Linked DNA regions of Mus musculus: all the other regions are linked to region 1. The links are chromatin contacts, called in public HiChIP or PLAC-seq maps. All regions are on one chromosome and are shown on one strand. The core of a region is the stretch at or near the end of the contact, and the rest is flanking DNA. Distances in the headings are between cores, read along the strand shown.

Region 1 (3,622 bases), core at 824-3,323:
TGTAGCTGTCTTCAGACGCACCTGAAGAGGACATCAGATCTCATTACGGGTGGTTGTGAGCCACCATGTGGTTGCTGGGATTTGAACTTCAGACCTTCGGAAGAGCCGTCGGGTGCTCTTACCCACTGAGCCATCTCACCAGCCCTAAATAAATCTTTTTAAAAAAAGAATTAATTAGAAAAAAATTAAAGAAATCAAACACAAGCCCACTAGACAGCAAGTAACAGCACTCACAGCTGAAATATAACACACACACACACACACACACACACACACACACACACACACAGAGAGAGAGAGAGAGAGAGAGAGAGAGAGAGAGAGAGAGAGAGAGAGAGAGAGAGGGATATGAATCTTAGGAAAAAGAGATATTGCTGTGTTAACATTCCACCTTTCTGAACTTCAGGGCTGGAGAGACAAACACACACAGAGAGGGGGACAGGGACAGAGACAGAGAGGACAGAAAGACAGAGGACAGACATACACAAAATGAGAGACAGAGTGACAGAAAGAGAAAGACAGATAGAGGGAGACAAACACCCTCCAGTAAATTAAAATGAAAACACACCATCACACAAAGGAAGGAAGGAAGGAAGGAAGGAAGGAAGGAAGGAAGGAAGGAAGGAAGGAAGGAAGGAAGGAAAGAAGGAAGAAAGAAAGGAAGGACAAAGATGATTTAATTATCTTCATTACACAGGTCAAGAATTATAAAAAAAATTTAAAGAAATCAAACACAAGCCCACTAGACAGCAAGTAACAGCACTCACAGCTGAAATATAAGACACAGACACACACACACACACACACACACACACACACACACACACACACACACACACAGAGACACACACACAAACTTTGTCATGAAATCCAACATGCCTTCATGATCAAAATTCTATAGTCAATAGGACTAGAAGAAACATATGTCTGTAGAATAAAAGCCAGAACCTTTTCTACTTTGTTTTATTTTGCCTCAAGATAGAGTTTCTCTTGGTGTGGCCCCAGCAGCCTTGCAACTTGCTCTGTAGGCTTGGGTAACCTCAAACTCACAGAGGTCTGCTCTGCCTGCCTCTGCCACCCACACAGCTGGACAAAAGCTAGAATCTTTTTTTTCTTCTAATCTGTTTGTTTGTTTGTTTGTTTGTTTTCCAATGTATACGTGTGTTCTATCTGCTCTGTTGCCTATATGCCTGCATGCCAGAAGAGGGCACCAGAACCTAGGAGGACCCACCACATGGCTCCTGAGAATGGAGGTCTTTCCCCTCTGTACGCCTCAGCTTTGGAGAGAGTCCGAGCTTGTACACAACCTTCTTATTGTTTTACCCAAGCCAAGATGGAAGATGCAGAGATCTCTTGGATAACATTCTCCACAAAGTCTTCCATGAATTCAGTCTGTCTTCCAATTCAAGCCTGGATGTAGCTGATGTTTTTTGGGGCAGAGATGAAAGGAATGTTCTGCATAGGTGGTTTAATGAACACAGAAGACTAGAATAAAGGTCTTTGGTCAGCTTAAAAAAAAAAAAAGTAAATTCTAATCATATAGAGGGTAGATATCTGCCCGGCTCTTCTAGTGTTGTTTAAAGCCAATAAAACTAATAAACTAATAAAAAACTGCGTTTTTTTTTTTTTTCAAAAACAGAATAATCAAGGTGGGGTAAGGAGCCCCATTTGGGAGTAAACATTTCTACAACATAACTGTGTGTTGTTTTCCTTCACATAAGCAGGGTTGGGGGTAGGGTTCCTCAGACATAAGTCTGAAAGAGTACAATGAATCATTTGGGAAGGGCAGTGGTAGGGTGGAGGTGGGGGGATGGGGCAGACTCCAGACAGAGAAAATTTTCTCTGAGTCCTGGAGTGCAGCCTGTCTCTCTCTCTGCCCTGTAGGGACTGTTAGATGAAAGGTATGCACTTCCACGCCCAGCTTCCCATTTCTCTCTTGTACCCCTGGAAGGTATTACACCTGCAAGTCTGTTTCTACTTCTTTGTTCTGTCACTTGGTTGCACATTGACCTCACTAAGATGGCACTAACATGTGGATGGCAGCCATCTTGTCTCCTGACTGACCTCACCAAGATGGAGGTGGCCAGCCATCATGTGACCTACTGTTCCAGGTCACTTCTGTTTCTCCCTTTCTTTCCCAGCCTCTAGGAGATCAGAACTTAATCAAACCCAGTGCAGAATGGTGAGGAGGCACAGAAAAGCCACCAGCAGCTTCAGCCACATGCTTTTTTCCTTGCTTTTTGTCTAATTCTTTTAAGTGTCAGAGGAATCAAACATTTTTTTGTTATTTTTTAAATTAAAATGCATAATAAAAGATAAATATAATCAGTCATCCTGGAATTTCTTCTGTATGCCAAGCACACTTAGTTAGCCAGTCAAAACAGGTAAAAATTTATATCAACATAAATATCACTCACTAAGAAACACTGAAGAAAAAAGAAAATAAGAAAGAAAGAGAGAGAGAGAGAGAGAAGGAGGGAGAGAGGGAGGGAGGGAGGAAGGAAAGAAGGAAGGAAAGAAGGAAGGAAGGAAGGAAGGAAGGGGAAAGAGAAAGAGAGAGAGAGAGAGAGAGAGAGAGAGAGAGAGAGAGAGAGAGAAAGAAAATCAGGCAGACTTTTTTGTTTATTCAAGATGTAATTTTACTCTGAGTAGCCCTGATAGGCAGACAAACTTGTTTGGTCTGTCTGTTGGTTGATTTTGTTTTGTTTTCTTTTTCAGGAAGTGAGGTGGCTTATTGCTTACACAAGCCCAAGCACAAGGAATAAATAAGTAAAGATCTCTGATACACAAATCTGGGGTGGGTCCTAGTGTGGCCATGGAAACACACACACACACACACACACACACACAGAGAGAGAGAGAGAGGGGGGGGGTGGGGACAGAGAGAAACAAACACAGAAAGAGTCAAAGAGAGACGCAAAGAGAAAGAAAGGCAGACGTAACAGGAAAAGAAATTAAAAACTAACAGAAAACAATAACCTTCCTTGTTTAGAGAAATAAGGAAACAGGGTGTCATCCTGAGTGAGGTAACCCCAGTCACAAAAGAGAACACATGGTATGCACTCACTGATAAGGGGATATTAGCCCAGAAACGTAGAACACCCAAGATACAATTTGCAAAACACATGAAACTCAAGAAGGAAGACCAAAGCGTGGATACTTCGTTCCTTCTTAGAATGGGGAACAAAATGCCCATGGATGAAGTTACAGAGACAAAGTTTGGAACAGATCCTGAAGGAATGACCATCCAGATACACCCTTTAGATAGAAACTTTTAACAATTAAAGAAAAACCTTCTTGTCTTTCCTACTATAGTCATTTCCTCTTAAATGTCATTTTTTTTAAACTTGGGCTTATCAGTTTGACTTGGAGATAATCTGGTGAATTCTTAAGCAAACACAATATTAGATTAATTCTCTTTTTCTACCAACCATTTATATAATGTCAGACATTAATATGTTTCTTAAACCGTTTACAATATTTCTAAAGACAATATATATTATGCTACAGGATGATGTTCCATAAGCAAAAAAGCACACTGAGCTAGAACATTGTAAAATTATGCTGAATATTTATACTGATTATAGTTGAAAATGAATTTGGTTACACCAAGCATTCTGGT
Region 2 (3,622 bases), core at 612-3,111, 230 kb after region 1:
CCTCTATATGAGTGTTAGTCATTTTTGTTGAGCAATTTAAAATTAAAGTCAGTAGAGAGTTCTGTTATACCAATACAACAAGACAAGACAGACAAGGTATCTAAATATCACTATTCCTGAGTCATCATTTAATAGATTATCAGCTGCTACAAACCAGGATCTCCTTTAAAAATACTTCAGTAAAGAAACACAGGGAACGGAGAGAGGAGAGGAGAGTGTTGATACTGAGGAGGCAACTATATTGTTTCTGTTTAGATTTGAAATGTTTTAGGGAAAAAAAGAATATCAGTAATATTATCAAACCTTAATATAGCTTGTCTTATTGGGAACAGTTATCAACAAATTTCCAGGTTAGATTAACTGCTTTTCTTTGAAGCAGGACAATTGATGATTTATTTATTATCCCTTCCAGATGATGGAGAAATTAACCAACCAAGGAATTCACCTGATCAAAATTCATGTTCCTGTGATTTAAATCAATGCCCTGGTCCCACCCAACAAGCACCCGTTTCTGCTAACCAGACCTAAGAACACAGCACATGGATTCATACCTTCTCAGTCACAGCATCACCAGGGCCCAAATCTGCTGAATGATTCCCCAGGGCTACTCGAAGCAGGGCATCAAATAAAGGCTTTGCTAATTCTGTTTCTGCCACCTTTGACTGGGAAAGGTGTTCCCTCAGTTCACACAATATATTTTCCACAGACAAGCCCTAAGGTAAAATGAAAGACTAAGAATATCAATAACACACATTTTAAAAGTGACAGAAAGGATTACAAGAAGCAGGGAAAAATCCATTTATTTGTAATTAATATGAAGGTAAACTGACTGCAAAAAAAAAAAAATCTGAGTTCTTATCCAAATAATGTACTGTTAAAATTCTGTTTAATCATAAAAAATCCACTCTTAGCAGGGTGGTGGTAATAAAAGCCTTTAATCCTAGCACATATGAGGCAGAATCAGGTGGATCTCTGAGTTCAGGCCAGCCTGGTCTACAGAGCAAGTTTCAGAACAGCCAGCACTACACAGAGAAACCCTGTCTTGAAAAAAATATAATTCCACTTTTTGGAGGCTGGGGAGATGGCTCAGTGGTTAAGAGTCCTTGCAGAGGACCAAAATTCCATTTCCAACACTTTTATGGCAGCACACAACTGTTTGTAACTGCAGTTCCATGGAATCCAATACCCTCTCTTTTGACCTCCCCAGACACTTTGCACACATAGTGTACAGACATATGTCCACGCAAAATAGCATACATATAAAAATAAATAAATCTTAAATTTTTACCAAGTCATTCTTTGAAACTTCAGAATATTAGTTATCTCTAGAGTTTACAAATTCCTTATTCTTAAAGGTTCTCTAAGATTCTAAGAAGCAGTTCTAATTATTTTTTCTTTTGCCTTCAGTTCTACCCTTTGAATGAAGCTATTACGCTTGCCTAGCTCTCTATAACAGTAGATTAAAAAACAAAAAACCTTATCTTTCTTTGAAGGAATGCCAAGTCTAAAAAGTAAAACAAATAGGTACAGACCAGATGATAACCACAACAAAACCATAAACAAAGGTCAGAAAATATGGGCAGAGTTCCCAACAGTAACACCAAGATTATGAACTTCTAAACTCTAAAACAAAATGACCTCAACTACTCATTTAACACTGAATTCACAAACTCTCCTAAAGGGGCTTTTGCAGAAAATTAAACAGTAAGCTTCTTTCGAGTAGGAACTGTGTGTCCCTTGTGTCCTCCATACTTGGTATTCTGGTAAGCACAAAAGGGTTTTCTAAAAACAAAGTAGGTAGCAAATGGAAGTGCGGAGGGCCCTGAGGCCCTTCCCCTCCCTTCCCTGTGCATTTAATAGGCAGACAATGGTAGCAAGGGAAAGAGCTCCTGAGGCCCAGCCCTTTTAGAACCTCTAAGGAGTGAATGGTTCCTGGGGAAGGGAAAGACATTTTTCTCCTGTGATATAACCACTGGCGAGGAACTCGTGCTCTGGTAAATAATTCTTCATCTAGGATTTAACAAGAAACCCTAATACAATGTAGTGGGCTTTTACACACACACACAGCCCAAACAACAACAACAACAAATATGAAATAGAAAGGAAACTAGCTGGGATAAGGAAGGGGATGAGTGGGAGGGAAGAAAGAGAAGGCAAGGAGGGTAAATTGATATAAATACACTATATACATAAAACTGTCATTATGATTTCCAGTTTTATATGTAATTAATACTTGAAAATAAATTTAACATTTGTGGCAAAATAGACAGTGTTAAGTTAGAACATGTATATTATATATTATTATATGTACATGCAGTACATATAATACACATATATGTTATGTGAGACGGACTAAGTACAAAGTATCACCTGAGACGGTAGCTCCAATTCCATCTTCTGTTGACAGGCTCTGGCACTATGAAGACAAATGGCCAGGAGAGACTCCAAAAGTCGTATGCTCTGGAGAGAAGTCTCACTTTGTTGACTCATAAATGCCTTTCGTTCCCCAGGAACAGATTCAGTAGCCACAATCTGCTCTGCACTTGTGGGAAGCACAGGCTGTGACTGGAATCCACGCACGCTGTCAGCACTCTTTCTCAGAAATCCCAGGTCTGGTGCTGTTGCAGATGATACATCTCCCTTCAGTGTCAGCTCGGGGTAAGATATCCTGATTAGCTCTTGGTTTTCATTTCTACTCATTTCTCCCTGCCTTCTTCCTTGATCCTCTGTATGACTTCTGAATAGTTTCTGGATTATCATAAATATTAATTCATGGCACACTTGGAAACCACCAAGCCTGTGAAATTGTTTCTGGAAGACTGAGTTCAACATGTAGATCCAACGACACATGGACCAAATGTCTGCTGCATGGTGCAAACATTCAGGGGAAGGTAAGACAACGTTCTCAAGAGACAGACATGGTAGCATGTGACTTAATGGCTCACTGGCAGTGCTGTCATAGCCAGAAGTATCTTCTGACTCATTGGCAGACTCCCTATCAGAGTCTGCTTCTTTACTGACACATAGAAAAGCCACACAGAGGAAGAGGTTTATGGTGTTTATGTGAACATCCTGGTGAATGGTCTTTCGTTTTTTTGGATCAGGCTCTCTGAGGCTGGCATAAAACTTCCTGAGACTGCAAGGAGAATCTGAAGAAGCTTGCTGCTTATGAAGAGAAGGACCCACACTTAAGGACGGCAACTCCTGTTGGATGTCTAACCCATCGACGTCTAGAACTGCAGCATCTTTCTGTTGTTCCCCTAGGCTGACAATCAGAGTTTCAAATGCTTTCAGGGAATGACTTCGAATCCCATCTAAGTAATTTAGTTCAATTATTTGGTTTACTCCATTACAACTTAAAAACAAATCTCTTATTACCCTGTGAGAGAGGAAAAAAAGATTTTTATATGACATACTGAAACATTTATAAATAGGTAAATATGTTATGTAAACATGCTATTGCTGTGTGTGGTATATACACCAAACACTGCCTACTCTGGTTCATTATTTGATAGTTCTAAGATACTGATCAAGATCTCAAGTTACTTTGTAATAGCACTTATATGCTCATATACAGCTCTGGAAGTACTTAAAAAGAAATTATATATATATATATATATAT
Region 3 (3,622 bases), core at 508-3,007, 200 kb after region 1:
AAATATCAAAACAAATATGTATCGGCAGGAAAAAGACTAGAGTAGAAATGGCTACAATCTAACAATGATCTTACTCACCTATGTGCAAAGAGAAGTAGAAGTTTGTGGGATTGTGACAAACATAAGTATTAGTAGGAGGGTGTACAGCTAACAGGAAATTGAAAATAACTGTCAATAATTCCAAGTCTGGAGGAGAACCAAGGACTTCTGCAATGATTTTCACAAATGATCTACAAACTTCTCGGGGCATAGATGTAAGCTGCCCCTCTCTGTGTTCCTGTAAAAATAAAAGCCAAAATCTCTTTAGATTTAAAGAACTGTCAGCTAATATTTTTTTTATTTAAACAAGATAGTCCTCTAAAAGTCACTATTATTAGTGTTGGAGGTGCATATGTAGAGGTCAGAAGACACCTTGTGGAGTTGGTTCTCTTCTGCTTTAATGTAGTTCTGGAGATCGGAGTCATCAGGCCTATATGGCAAGCACCCTACCTGCCAAGTCATCTCACTGATATTCTTCTTAAGATAGAATATTGTTGGTTTACTACTCTAGTCTAACCATATTTAACATTAATCTGAAGTACTACTTTTCAACCCCAGTGATTTTTGCCATTATAAATTAATTACAAGTGATGGCAGTTTAATTCTAGCCCTCTTAATTTAGTTAACTGAACCAAGTTACACTGCAGAATTCAAGTGTGCAATGTGGCCCTACACTTACATTAACATTGCTATACTGTCTCTTTGTCTATATGAATATGCTAACACTAGTATGTATGCTCATTTTACAAATTCAATGACACCACAGAGAAACCCAATCTTGTAAAACAACAACAAAAAGTTTTTTTCAAGGATACAAACTCTTAGAACAGCACCTCAGACACTAAGCCATCTTGTAATTCAAAACGCTGTAGACCAGAAGAGCTTTAGATTTCAGGTTTTTGGATTTGGAGGATATTTGTACAGACTTTATAGATATGAAAGCCCCAAATCAGGAATGTTCGAAACTAAATTTTTTAAAGTGCATAAAGCCATAAAACTCTTAGTTCTTTTAACACTAGCATCACTGTTAGTACTATTATCCACTATGGCTACTAGATCTGCATGGACCTCTTGTAATGCAGCACACAAGTTACAGCAATATCCTGTGGCCCAGCTTGCAAAGTCCTTTCTCACAGTGGTTATTACAGTGGTCTTATCTTTCACTTCCAGAATATAGGCTTAAATGGTTATTTCACTAGCTTGAACCACACAAAGAAACAAATAATTGTACAACTATGACCAAACACAGGCCCCCAGTTTCTTTGTGCTGTGCTTTCAACTGCTTGGATTATAGAACTTAGTAGGATGTCACGCCTTACTAAAAATAGAGGCTGTCATAACTTGTTTATGTTCTTAAACTCCATCTCCTCAGAGGCTAGTAATTAACCTCCTGATTAAGGGCACAGAATATAAAACTGCCTTGTCTTCTGTCTCCATATGTCCAAATATGACACATAATTGTCCCTCCACTCCATTTACTGTTATGTACTGCTGAATCAGAGGATAATAAAGGGGAGCTGTTAATTTTGAGACAATTTAGTCATCAGATCACATAGACCCCTTTGAGGTATTGTCATAGTATTTAGATTTTAATGTAGCTTCCCAGAAGCCTGAAGCAGGCTGAGCCAGAATTTGACCTTGCTGCCACTAAGGAAATTATCTAGGGTGGAGCCTTCCTCCCTAGATCACTCTATTGTTCTGCCTTGGCTGCTGCTCCTCTTCAAGATACTGCTACCTGCTGAGAGGCCCCGGAGCTATTCAGGAGACTATGCCCCATCCTGCACATCATCACCAGTTCCATTATTTCTCAACCCGCCTAGGCTCCCTCTTTTCTCCCAGATTCCAAGATGCCTTCCAGGCTCGAACCCGGACATGTGAGCCGCTGGCAGGCCCCAACAATTTAACCCACCAATACAGTAAAGGTGTCAGGCTATAGAAGCAAAAGTACTGGCCTCACGAAATAGTAAAGATCCCACAGTATGTCTGGACTTATCTCACTTGACAAGATCAACATGTTTCAAACACTAAAAACAAAAACAAAACCTTGGAAATAGTCCAATATACCAACCAGGCAGATGAAAGGGCATTTGTAAAGTCAGGTCACAGCACAGACATAGTACATGAGTCAGTGTCACTTTTTAATATAGTATTTTAGGTATATATCCATATTGCTAGTTAACATATAAAATAGACTATGATTAAGTTTTATTTATTAAAAGCATACATATATGTAAGTTGTTATTTAAAGAGTATAGAGTGAGTTAAGGATCACTAACAGCTGATGTTCAGGAAACCACAAAATTATTATATTCCAATACAAAGAAACATGCAGAAATTTAGTAGCTGTTCTTTTGTAGTTTGAGCCAGAGAAGATGACAGTGTAAATAAAGATCAGGAGGCAAGAGCTGAAAGAAAACATGCTTACAGAGTAAGTAAGATAAAAGACAGAAAAAAATCCCATTGACCTGTGAAACTCTGATGTGCACAGCAGTAGGTTATTAAATAGAAGCTACTGCAGAAGATGCCCCTGCAGAGAAGCTACGGGAAAAGTACCTGTAAAACCTGACAGGTCAGTAGGAAGTGGTGAACCACGTGGGCGTTCAGCAACTGCTTAATATTAAACTGCTGCTGGTGGTGCTCTACCCGGATGAGGACTTCCAAAGCTGCTAGCAGAGTCTCCCACACACCTTGCTGAGAAAATAAACATGCACCAATTAGCACACAGTTATGGAAACATACTGTGGGCCTCTTAGAAGCCTAGAAACATAACTACTTAACGCACTGTGCATGGTCTACTTCAAAGCTTGAGTCTGTTGGTGTGGAGGGGAAAGTAAGTCTTAAAATTTATTCCATTCAGCTCATCATTACTTCAGGAAGTTCAGAGCTTTACACAGAGCATACACTTCTGGATTTACATTTAACATTAGCATTACACTGAAGCAGCAAAATTATCCTTTCCTCCAGCATGATCAGCGACTGTTAGAAATATTTTTTACTGATGATTTAATACTTTCATGCATGCATCTAATGTATTTTGATCATATTCACACTCCTCTGCTAACTCCTTCTAGATGTACCTCACCTCTTTCCTATCTCATGTCCTTTAAAAATGCTTATTTAGATGATTATATTTAAATGTCCTTTGGGGAGGGGAGGGCGAGAGGCCCAGTACACCACAGCATACACCCACACTACAATATTCCTCAACCTCAGAGGAGCAAAAACCATCATGAATGAATCCAGGAGGCATTATACTAATATAATCACAGACCCTAAAATACCATGGCAGTTGTGAGGATGGGGAGAAGAAAAGAGGCCTGGTGGGTACAGAGCTCTGCCTTATAATATGAAAACTGTGGAGGTGGTTGTTGGTGATGGCTATGTAATATCGGAATGCAAGCAATGCTTCTAAATAAGGTACTTAAAATGATCAGGTTAAGCAAACCCAATGCTGCATGTACTGTACATCACTATGCAGATGAAATAAAAGTATGCATTACACACCTCTGCCTTATTCCATATCTTCCAGTCAAGTAACAGTTCCTGCAGCAGCTTAACATCTTGGATTATAGCATGAGACTCA

The links. HiChIP or PLAC-seq counts read pairs in DNA pulled down with a chosen protein or histone mark.
Region 2: a contact with region 1 is called in an H3K27ac HiChIP or PLAC-seq map of embryonic stem cells, with 2.6 times the contacts expected there. The contact joins two enhancer-like sites. A contact is called at or near these places in 2 of 484 Hi-C or Micro-C datasets (cerebral cortex and nephron progenitors), 1 of 115 datasets of contacts at active chromatin or transcription factors (embryonic stem cells) and 1 of 9 other capture datasets (pancreatic islet).
Region 3: a contact with region 1 is called in an H3K27ac HiChIP or PLAC-seq map of embryonic stem cells, with 7 times the contacts expected there. The contact joins two enhancer-like sites. A contact is called at or near these places in 2 of 15 datasets of contacts at CTCF or cohesin (embryonic stem cells and large pre-B cells), 5 of 484 Hi-C or Micro-C datasets (the HPC-7 cell line, the N1E-115 cell line, cerebral cortex and 1 more), 8 of 115 datasets of contacts at active chromatin or transcription factors (embryonic stem cells and epiblast stem cells) and 2 of 9 other capture datasets (embryonic stem cells and pancreatic islet).

Annotation. Positions count from the first base shown.
Region 1 is chr13:13,865,717-13,869,338 of GRCm38.p6, reverse strand. No RefSeq gene overlaps it. Among named protein-coding and RNA genes, the nearest start is that of Gng4, 83 kb to the right of the region's middle. Within about 2 kb of position 2,073, at least 24 of the 459 cell types and tissues checked have an H3K27ac peak or open chromatin away from gene starts, as enhancers often do. A contact at or near this core is called in embryonic stem cells, where this site is marked.
Region 2 is chr13:13,637,125-13,640,746 of GRCm38.p6, reverse strand. Lyst (lysosomal trafficking regulator) reads right to left here. Exons shown (of 53, transcript NM_010748.2): 6 at 2,371-3,379; 7 at 552-713. Among named protein-coding and RNA genes, the nearest start is that of Gm30836, 48 kb to the right of the region's middle. Within about 2 kb of position 1,861, at least 31 of the 459 cell types and tissues checked have an H3K27ac peak or open chromatin away from gene starts, as enhancers often do. A contact at or near this core is called in embryonic stem cells, where this site is marked.
Region 3 is chr13:13,669,911-13,673,532 of GRCm38.p6, reverse strand. It overlaps Lyst (lysosomal trafficking regulator), which reads right to left. Exons shown (of 53, transcript NM_010748.2): 19 at 3,544-3,622; 20 at 2,593-2,730; 21 at 79-277. Among named protein-coding and RNA genes, the nearest start is that of Gm30836, 81 kb to the right of the region's middle. Within about 2 kb of position 1,757, at least 10 of the 459 cell types and tissues checked have an H3K27ac peak or open chromatin away from gene starts, as enhancers often do. A contact at or near this core is called in embryonic stem cells, where this site is marked.